Regions from separate parts of the Gossypium hirsutum genome. Here region 2 is linked to region 1. A link is a contact called in public Hi-C data. All regions are on one chromosome and are shown on one strand. Each heading gives the region's core, a stretch centred on a gene start, on an enhancer-like site or on the middle of the called end of the contact. The rest is flanking DNA. Distances are from core to core; before and after follow the strand shown.

Region 1 (4,419 bases), core at 1,295-3,794:
TTTTGAATTTATCAGGGACACAACGGGTATTTACATTAATTTTTTATTCAAGTTCTTTGAATTATTCGTGTTGCAAAGTTCAACTTGACTTCAACTCAAAAAACAGAATTACTTATTCGAGTTGATTCGAAAAACCGAATAAATCAAAATTCAAAATTGGAAAAAATAGATCTTTTCTAATCGAATCAAGCTTTTCTCACCCCTAGTTGACACGGTTAAAATCCTTCTGTTAGATTTAGGTTCAATATAATGTCATTTTTTTTACATGGCTACCAAATGAATATTCTATTTATTTTAAAATATCATACCAGCAAATTTAATATAAGCGTTTTAGTGGTGTTAACAATTGGACTTAAGTTTTTAAAATTTAAAAAATAAAACTAAATTCTAAGAAATAAAAGTAGTGAACTAAAATTCCAGATTGTATGAAGAGATCAAGGACTTGAAGGATATTTTAACTTTTAGATAAATATAAATATTTTCTCAAGGGTCAGGTTATTTGTCAAAGCCCAAAGGCTTGCTCTGAAAAGGTTTAAACCAAAATATTAGGCCTATAAATTAAGCTTGCATAAGAAGCGTGGGGCTTATTTAAAATACAAGTCTCATGCTTCTATACTTAGAGCGTAGCATAAATTGACATTTTTTTTCAAGCTTATAACATGGTTTTTTGTTTTGTATTATTCAAATTATATCACATGAAAATTTTACAAAATTAAAAAAAAAACAAAATTAACCTATCAATTTGAAATACATATCTATCAATTTTGCCCTAAATTCAAAAAAAATCAATTTAATTAAATCAAGTTGAATTGAATTGGATAAATAAAATGGAATTAACCTATTATAGTTTACTTGTTTGAATTATGTTAATGGGGTGCCAATTCCAGCCGATGTAGTTTTTAACTTTCAACTCAAACCCCTGCATTTCTTGATTGTTATCATCGTTGCATTTTTAAAGCTAAGATTGAATTACACAATTGTTTTAATGAAACCATAGAACTTATCTTTTATATATATATATATATATATATGAATTAAAGCATATGACATACACTATACGTTAATTTCAAGAAAAGACCGGTTTTGTTTTAATTCAAATGATCTAATCCATCATATATCCATCTCTTTCAATTCATAAAATTGGATTTCATTTTCATTATCGAAAGCTACTTATGAACAAACTAAAATATGCTACGTCCTGTTCGGCAGGAAAATTTATAGTATGGAATAAACTCAATAGATCCTATACCTCGACCCCAAAGTTTTTTAGATTTTTTTTATTTAGGGTATCTTTTTAACTTGATTCAAAAGCTTGAATTAACATTTATTAATATAAATAAAAATGTTTTATAATTAAAATTAAACACGGAAATTAATTATTCCTTTTTAGAGTTTGTAAGTACAAGTACAATGCAATCATAGTATAAACACAAATACAATACAATCAGAAATATATATCCACGTAATTACAAATTACAATCAAATCAGTGTAAAGAAAAAGCTAAGAATTAAGATAATCCGAATTAAAATTATCCCATCAGACTAAAATTCACACATAACGATAACAAATAATGAGATTAAAAACCTACAAATAACAATTACATACGGTATAAATCAAGCAAATATGAAGGTGAAAAGAATTCAAATTTATATATTTTTTTGAATTTTAATTATTTCAAATGCGAAAAAGAAACACTCTTTCAACTTAAATTAATAATTATATTTATAACTTTGCATTTAATTCATTTTTGTCCAACAAATTTTCTTCTCAAAGAAAAGGAAAAAAGAAAGCCTCCCTCTCTTATTTAATTTGGCTACCAAACATAGTGTTTAATGAGTAGAGCTGAACAAAGGCAAACAAGGCAGAATCGAGGGCCACAATTGCTGTACCTGATATAGAATTTTGGTTCCTTTAATGCTTTGGATTGAAGCCGAATTTAGTATACAAATTGCCAATGCAATTCACATTCCATTTTTGAAAATCACGACAAAGCCTTTTAGTCTTTGTCATGGACCAACGCCAAAGATAATTTATAAAGCAATCACAAATTTGAAAGCCTACATTGAATTCAAGCCACCTAAAACCTAGCTAGTGGCCACCATTATTATAAAATCTAAAGTAATTAATATATGATATACATACATCTAGCAGTCACAAATCAAATTTTAATTTTCTCTTTAGCTAATCCTTATAATTATTACTATCATTATGGATGAATGTGGTCTTAATGGGATGTATGTTTGATCTGTCAGGATCAAAAGTTTGATCTTGAATTGAAATTTAAAATAATTTAATTTAATTATAAAAAATAATCATTTAAATTTTTTGAACTTAAATTTGTAATGTCTTAATTTTAAAATGTTAATTTTAAAATAATCTAAACACAAAATGATTTAAATTTGATATGCCTTGAAAAAAGTGATTTGATATGACCCTATTTAAAAATTTTGAATTACTTGAATCCAAAATGATCTAAACTCGAAATTACCTCATTATGAAATATCCTGAAATTATTTACCAATGCAAAAGTAACTCAACCCAATTTATGAGATTGTTTAAACTTAAAACAACCATCAAATAATCAACTTTTAATGATTTTTAAAAAATATTTTTTCATTATGTAATTTAAATATTCAACAATGTTGTAACCTTAAAACTCTTTCTCCTCTCGTTTATTCTCTCCATCCTTTTGATGTATATATATTGTGATCTAATGTTGATTTTCACTTTTATTTTATAATGGAAGAGCTTAATGAATATTAAAAGATACGTTATACGGTGAAATATCCTTAAAGACAATGTCTAACATGCTTCAAACTATTCAATTCATATTTTCGATTCATCAACTTAATGCAATATTTACTATTTCATACTTAGACGTTGTCTATACTGTCAAAGCCCATGCTCGTTGTTGTTATTATTATGGTAGTGTTGCCTATGTCAATTTTCCATGAATGTACCATATGCCTACTTTGGTTGTTGCCTTCCTGCCTATCTTCTAATGATATTAATATTTATATTGTTCGAGATTCTCATGCATGTATAAAAAAGGGATGAGATCTAAATATTTCTTATAGTTTACAGTAGGTTTAATTTTGAAAAAAAAAAAAGCCCAGCATGTAAAATATATTATTTCTATGATTAAAGTATGTTATTTCTATGATTATTGGAAAGTTAGTTGGCCTTAAATAGAGTTTAATAAAGTGAAATTCTTAACGTAATAATGATGTGAATTTACTTTGAACTTAGTTAATGTTAATTTTACCCTTCATGTGGATTGGGTGCTTGGGCCGAGCATTGGATTTAACTTGAGCATTATTTAATAATTTGACTTAATTGTTAAAGTTGTATTAATTTGCAACTATGATGGGAATTTCTTATTTGTTACATTATTTGATTTGAACGATAATGTAAGTTTAATTTATTTATTTTTAAACATACTTTGAATTGTATGCTTATATATGTGAGTTGAATTTATTTTAAACATGATTTATGATGATTTTTTTTTTTGGATTGGTTACAAATTTAAAATAAAATTTTGAGACACAAAGAAAAAAAAGGGAAAACTGTTTTGTGTGTGACAAAACCATAGTTGGTTTCTGGAAATAAGTGTGATAGTAAGAAAATGTATGTCTAGAAAAGACTTGGTACTTAAGAGGATCATGTACACCACCTCTCTTTCGTGGGACCCTATCTGGTGCTTTATTCATCAACTATGCTTACTATTCTAGTATCCAATTATGACGACAAATTAAACCACTATATAACTATATGCAAAAATCGAGAATGGAGAAATGATAATCATGTTAAGCCAAATGTCGATTTGGTCAAAGCATATGATATTATTTTTGTTATAACACCCTAAACCCGGCCTAGATGTCCAGACGAAGTTGGACTACCATAATACCATCAAATTAAACTAGTTGTCACATATTATTCATCACAATAGTAATTTAAAGACAAAATCTTCATAAATCCATAACATTCATAATCTTCATAAATCCATAACATTCTAAAACAAATATTCCTAATAATAACGCTAACAGATTATTAATAAGTGTCTGGCCGAGCTTTCGCGACACCGACCCATTCAAGACTGATTGCCACCTGAAACCTAAACAATAACAGGGTGAGTTATGAACTCAGTGCGTAAAAAAACAATGTAAAACAACAACAGTGACTCATAGAGAATTTCCAGTTCAGAGATTCAGTTCATCTTAGAAGCATGTTTGATCTAGGTTCAGAACAGAGATGCTACATATGTACACATGTATTATTCCAGTTCAGACATAGTTCAAATCAGATTCAGATACAATGTTCCTATTTACATTCTCTACACACTAACTTAGGTCATCCCAACACACCACTATGGACATTTAGTGGCCATCCATCCCTGCACACCTTTAAAGTGTTCAATG
Region 2 (4,646 bases), core at 172-2,671, 39 kb before region 1:
GTTGAGTCCTGGAAGTTGATATGGAGGACGAAATATCCCATCTCCCATTGACCCCAACATTGCTGCTTGTTGCTGCTGCAATGGAGGGGTTTGTGGTAGCTGGCTGAGCAGAGTGGCAATTGAACCATTCCCATCTGTTTTCTCCATGCTCCCATCATTGCTATCCCCATGGAATCTCTTGCTCGTCGATGGTCCAGCGGTTTCATCGTCGGTCCAGTAAAGCGACGGGAGGGCCCTTTTGAGAGGGTTAACCATGGAGGCACTGTTAATCCCATCACTCCCCATCATTCCATCAAACAGACTATTATGTTCTTGATGTTCTAGTAATGTGCCAAAACTTGTTCCCTTTGTTGAGAAGTGGAATTTTGGATTATGTTGGCTACTGATTGATATTGAAGGTGGTACAGTACCAAGCATGTCGTCCACGGAGTCATCTTTATCATGTTCCAGAGGTCTATTCGCGTTGTTTTTCTTGTAGATTCGACATAACACCCAATCATCAAGCTGTAAAACCAAAAAAGCAACAAAAACAAAGATCAATTCATGATATCATATTAAAACCATTAACATGAAATAAATATGACCAAAAAAATAAATAAAGTGATTTACCCTTAGTGAGTTTTTCTTGTTGCCCAAGTCACATCCTGGGGGTTTGTTGTTAGTCTTATTATCAGCAAGCCTATATTCATGCATGATCCAATTGGTTTTGATCCCTTTAGGGGGCTTCCCTCCATAGAAAACCAGTGCCTTCTTCACACCAACCTTTTGAGTCCCTCCCGAAGTCAACACCGGCTTATCCGTCCCGGTTGCCTTCCAGTAACCCGAGGTAGCCGCCCTGTTCGGTCTCGCTCCATTCGGGTACTTCCTGTCTCTCGGACTAAAAAAGTACCATTCTTGTTCACCAAACGTTGCCTTCGCTGCGAAACCCCAAATCAAATCCAAAATGATTATTTTATCAGAATCATATAAATTTATACCCTTTTTCCATTAAATAGTTTAAAAACATAATAATTTAGTTTACCTGGCAATTCCCATGGATCAAACTTGTACAAATCAACCTCAGCAATAATTGCAACCGGCAAAGGAGCGGAGCTAGCTTTTTTCTTGAGGTAGTGTACCACTAGTTCCTCATCAGTGGGGTGGAACCGGAATCCCGGTGGGAGGTTCGGCTGCTGTGAGCCGGTCGACGAGTCGGTGCTCTCCATTGCGACACCTTCAAATATATATATGTATGTATATATAATTCAGTAATGAAATTGAGAATATTTTACTTTGAATTCTGAAAGTTTACCAGAGAAGAAGAGCATCATAGGATTTTTATGGTTTGTTTTGAGAGGCTGCTAAAAAAATGTTGCATAGAGTTGGCATGACCATTTTCTTTATAAATGGGCATTAGAACAAGATTATGAAAGGTGGGCCAGGATTTAATACACCAAAGTTGGCATCTGTTACTATTTAATCCACCTAATCCCGACAAGCCACGTGACGGGTTTGAAGGTTAGTCTGGTCATTTCGCTAAGTTGCTAAAGACTAAGCTCAGGTTTTAATTGGCTGAATCCCCATGCACAGCAAAGGTTGACACAAGGCATGCAAAGTAAGAAGTTAATTGGTCTAATTCTAAGTTTCATCCTTCTACTTTATGAAAATTGATAAATCAGTCCATCTACTTTATTTTGTCAAAATTTAGTTCTTTATTTTACAGAAAATAAAAAAATTAATCTAACTGTTGAAAAAGAAATATAAATATAAATTTAGTTTCGTGCGTAATAAATTGCTAAAGAGATTGATAATGAGGAGGACGACAACGAACCCAAATGTGGGACTGATTGACACGTGAGCAATGAATGGGGTGGCGGGGACCACACCCCCACACAAGGCAACAAAAAGATAATATGGACGGACTTTAGTGATGTGGGGGTGGTAACAAGCTTTACGCTTCAGATGTCATGCTTTTGTTATGCAAATCCCACCACCCGACCCTCATTTTGGTGATTATAGCTACCACTACAACCACTAAACCCATGGTCGGACAAGATCGAAAATCGGTTGATACGTATATTTAAAAAAAGAAAATAAATCGATTGATCTGTAAATTTATTGATTCGAATTAAAAATTGATTGAATTAATTAAATTTTTTGATAATTTATATAAAACAGATCGACAATAGATAATATTTATTGTGTTTAATATTATAATAAAATTGACAAAATTAAAAAGGGGATTATAATTGTAATATAAATTTGGATTGATGATTGAGATGTGTGTTAATTGTTTTCTGTCCTCTTTTTACTTACTTAATCTTCAAAAATTTGTTTAATCTTATTTGTCTTAAAGCGCCGACGACTATTTTCACGTCTACATTGATTGAGATTTAAGAACTTAAAATGTTAGATTGATGTTTTTATTTCTCGCTTAATATATCCATACTCTTATAAAGTTTTTGATAAAACGCCAATTTATTTATTAAAAAAATGAATAATAATAATTTTTAGCATAAAGATATTCATATATTTTAATTATTTTATAATTTTTAAGATTAAATAGCTAAAATTTCAATCTTAAAATAATTAAAACAGTTAATTTGATAAATTTAAAAAAATATGGATGTGGGTTTGTTGAATATATATATAATTAATTTAATAGTAATTAAATAAATATAAAGATGTATTTAGTTCATGAAATATAATATTTATGGAGTAATGTGAGATTCTAATATAATATTTTCATGTTTACTTTTAATTGAAAATCTCACATTCTCAACAGTTTCAAGGTAATTATATTTCCTTGATAAAATAACATTTTTGATAATTTTATTCTTATTTTTATTGCGTTAGATTCATTTTATAATTCATAATGAAATAATAATAATAATTACTGAGTCAAATTCTATTACATTATGCTCAAATATTACTTTTTATAAAAAATAATTTTCTTCATTCTTTCCCTGTCATTTTGATTAAAAGAGAAACTTTGACTATTTATCGTTGCTCTCCAGTTTCAAGATATATGAAATTAATTTATTAAAGAAATAAATTTATTTATTAGCAATATAAAATAAGATCCTATATTTGTATAATAAACAGTAAAAAATAAGGAAATTTTATGAGGACAATTTAATAAAATATATCTTTAAATTTACATTTTGTCAATCAAATAACAAATATTACATCATAATTATTGAAAATTAATATTTTAAATAATTTAATTTTTTACACATTGTAATAGGCCAATTTAGCTCGGGCTCAAACAAAAACCAAACAAGAAAATAATAAAAATAAAATAGTCCATTTACAAATGTCAGGTCCAAATTTACAAGCCCAAATGGCCTTAGTGGCTCACAACCTAAACTAAGTTTTCAGGAAAAAAAAAAACTTAGCGCGCGCTCGCCACCCGAGGCTCCTTGTCCTGAGGCCTGACATGCCCTTGCCGCCATTTCACCGAAATGGCAAGCTAACCCTTTTCCGTCACACTGTTGCCTCCACCACCACCTGCAAAAAGAGAAAAAGGACAGAAACAAATAGTAGCAAGAATAGTAGCAGAGACAGCATGAAACAGTAAAGAAAATACAAAAAATAGTAACGAACAGTGTAATATATGGTTATAAAAGCCATAACCACGGATTGTAATTTTTACAGAGAGAAATACGAAAAAAATCAATCAAAAAGACAGAAATCGTATACTAACTTTAAGCAAAAAAAGGTGATTTATTTTTTATTTTTCTTTGATTCAAAAAAAAATATAATATAAAAAATAAAACCTTACTTGCCTTTTTCATCTTCGCACCATTATCGGTGGCCCCTCCGGTTCGAGAGGCCGTCGAATCCCTAGGGATTCAGAGCTATAAAGAATGCTGACTACCTTTACAGGGTTGATGCTAAGGAGTTGAGCTCAATCCCAGATCTAGTACTCCCACCAAGATTCAAGAATCCAGAATTCGAAAAATACAATGGGACTAGTTGTCCTGAAGCCCATATCATAATGTTCTGCAGAAGAATGACGAGATACGTCAATAATGACCAATTGTTAATCCATTGCTTCCAGCATAGTCTGATCGGGTCAGCTGCCAAGTGGTATAACCAGCTAAGCTGTGCCAAAATCAACTCATGAAAAGACTTGGCACAGGCTTTCATGAAACAATACAGCCATGTGACTGACATAACACCCAACAAAATTATACTACAAAATATGGAAAAAAAGTAAAATGAAAGCTTTAGGTAGTACGCTCAGAGATAGAGGGAGGTGGCAACGCAAGTCTAACCACCTCTTCTAGAGAAGGAGACAACAATGCTTTTCATAAATACTCTGAAAGTTTTGTTCATTAACCATATGTTGGGAAATGCTACCAAAAGCTTCTCAGATATAGTAATGTTCGAATAAATGATTGAAAATGTAGTAAGGAGTGGAAAAATAGACGCGGAAGAAAACGTCAAAAGATCAACCCCGAGAAAGAAAGAAAATGAAGTGAATAGCTCGAATGTGTATAATAAAAAGTTATTCAAAACCGGTCACTGTAGGCCAACCAAAGACCGTAACAACTAGTCATCAATGCCCATCAAGGCAAGAATCAAACTCAAGGCCTAACACGAAAAAACTCTAATCCACACCCATCCCGATGACATACAGAGAGTTATACTAGAATTTGTTC

Evidence for each region. A called contact is a pair of places that touch in the nucleus more often than the background predicts.
Region 2: a Hi-C map of fibers shows a contact between it and region 1, with 1.5 times the contacts expected there. The contact joins the promoter of LOC121204891 here to the enhancer-like site in region 1. A contact is called at or near these places in 11 of 34 Hi-C or Micro-C datasets (anther, callus, cotyledon and 5 more).

What each region holds. Positions count from the first base shown.
Region 1 is chrA01:8,479,721-8,484,139 of Gossypium_hirsutum_v2.1, reverse strand. No RefSeq gene overlaps it. Among protein-coding and RNA genes, the nearest start is that of LOC121204891, 39 kb to the left of the region's middle. Within about 2 kb of position 2,544, at least 2 of the 9 cell types and tissues checked have an H3K27ac peak or open chromatin away from gene starts, as enhancers often do. A contact at or near this core is called in fibers, where this site is marked.
Region 2 is chrA01:8,517,383-8,522,028 of Gossypium_hirsutum_v2.1, reverse strand. LOC121204891 (NAC transcription factor 56) reads right to left here and starts at 1,421. Exons shown (of 4, transcript XM_041075662.1): 1 at 1,292-1,421; 2 at 1,022-1,213; 3 at 610-917; 4 at 1-504. The coding sequence starts at 1,310.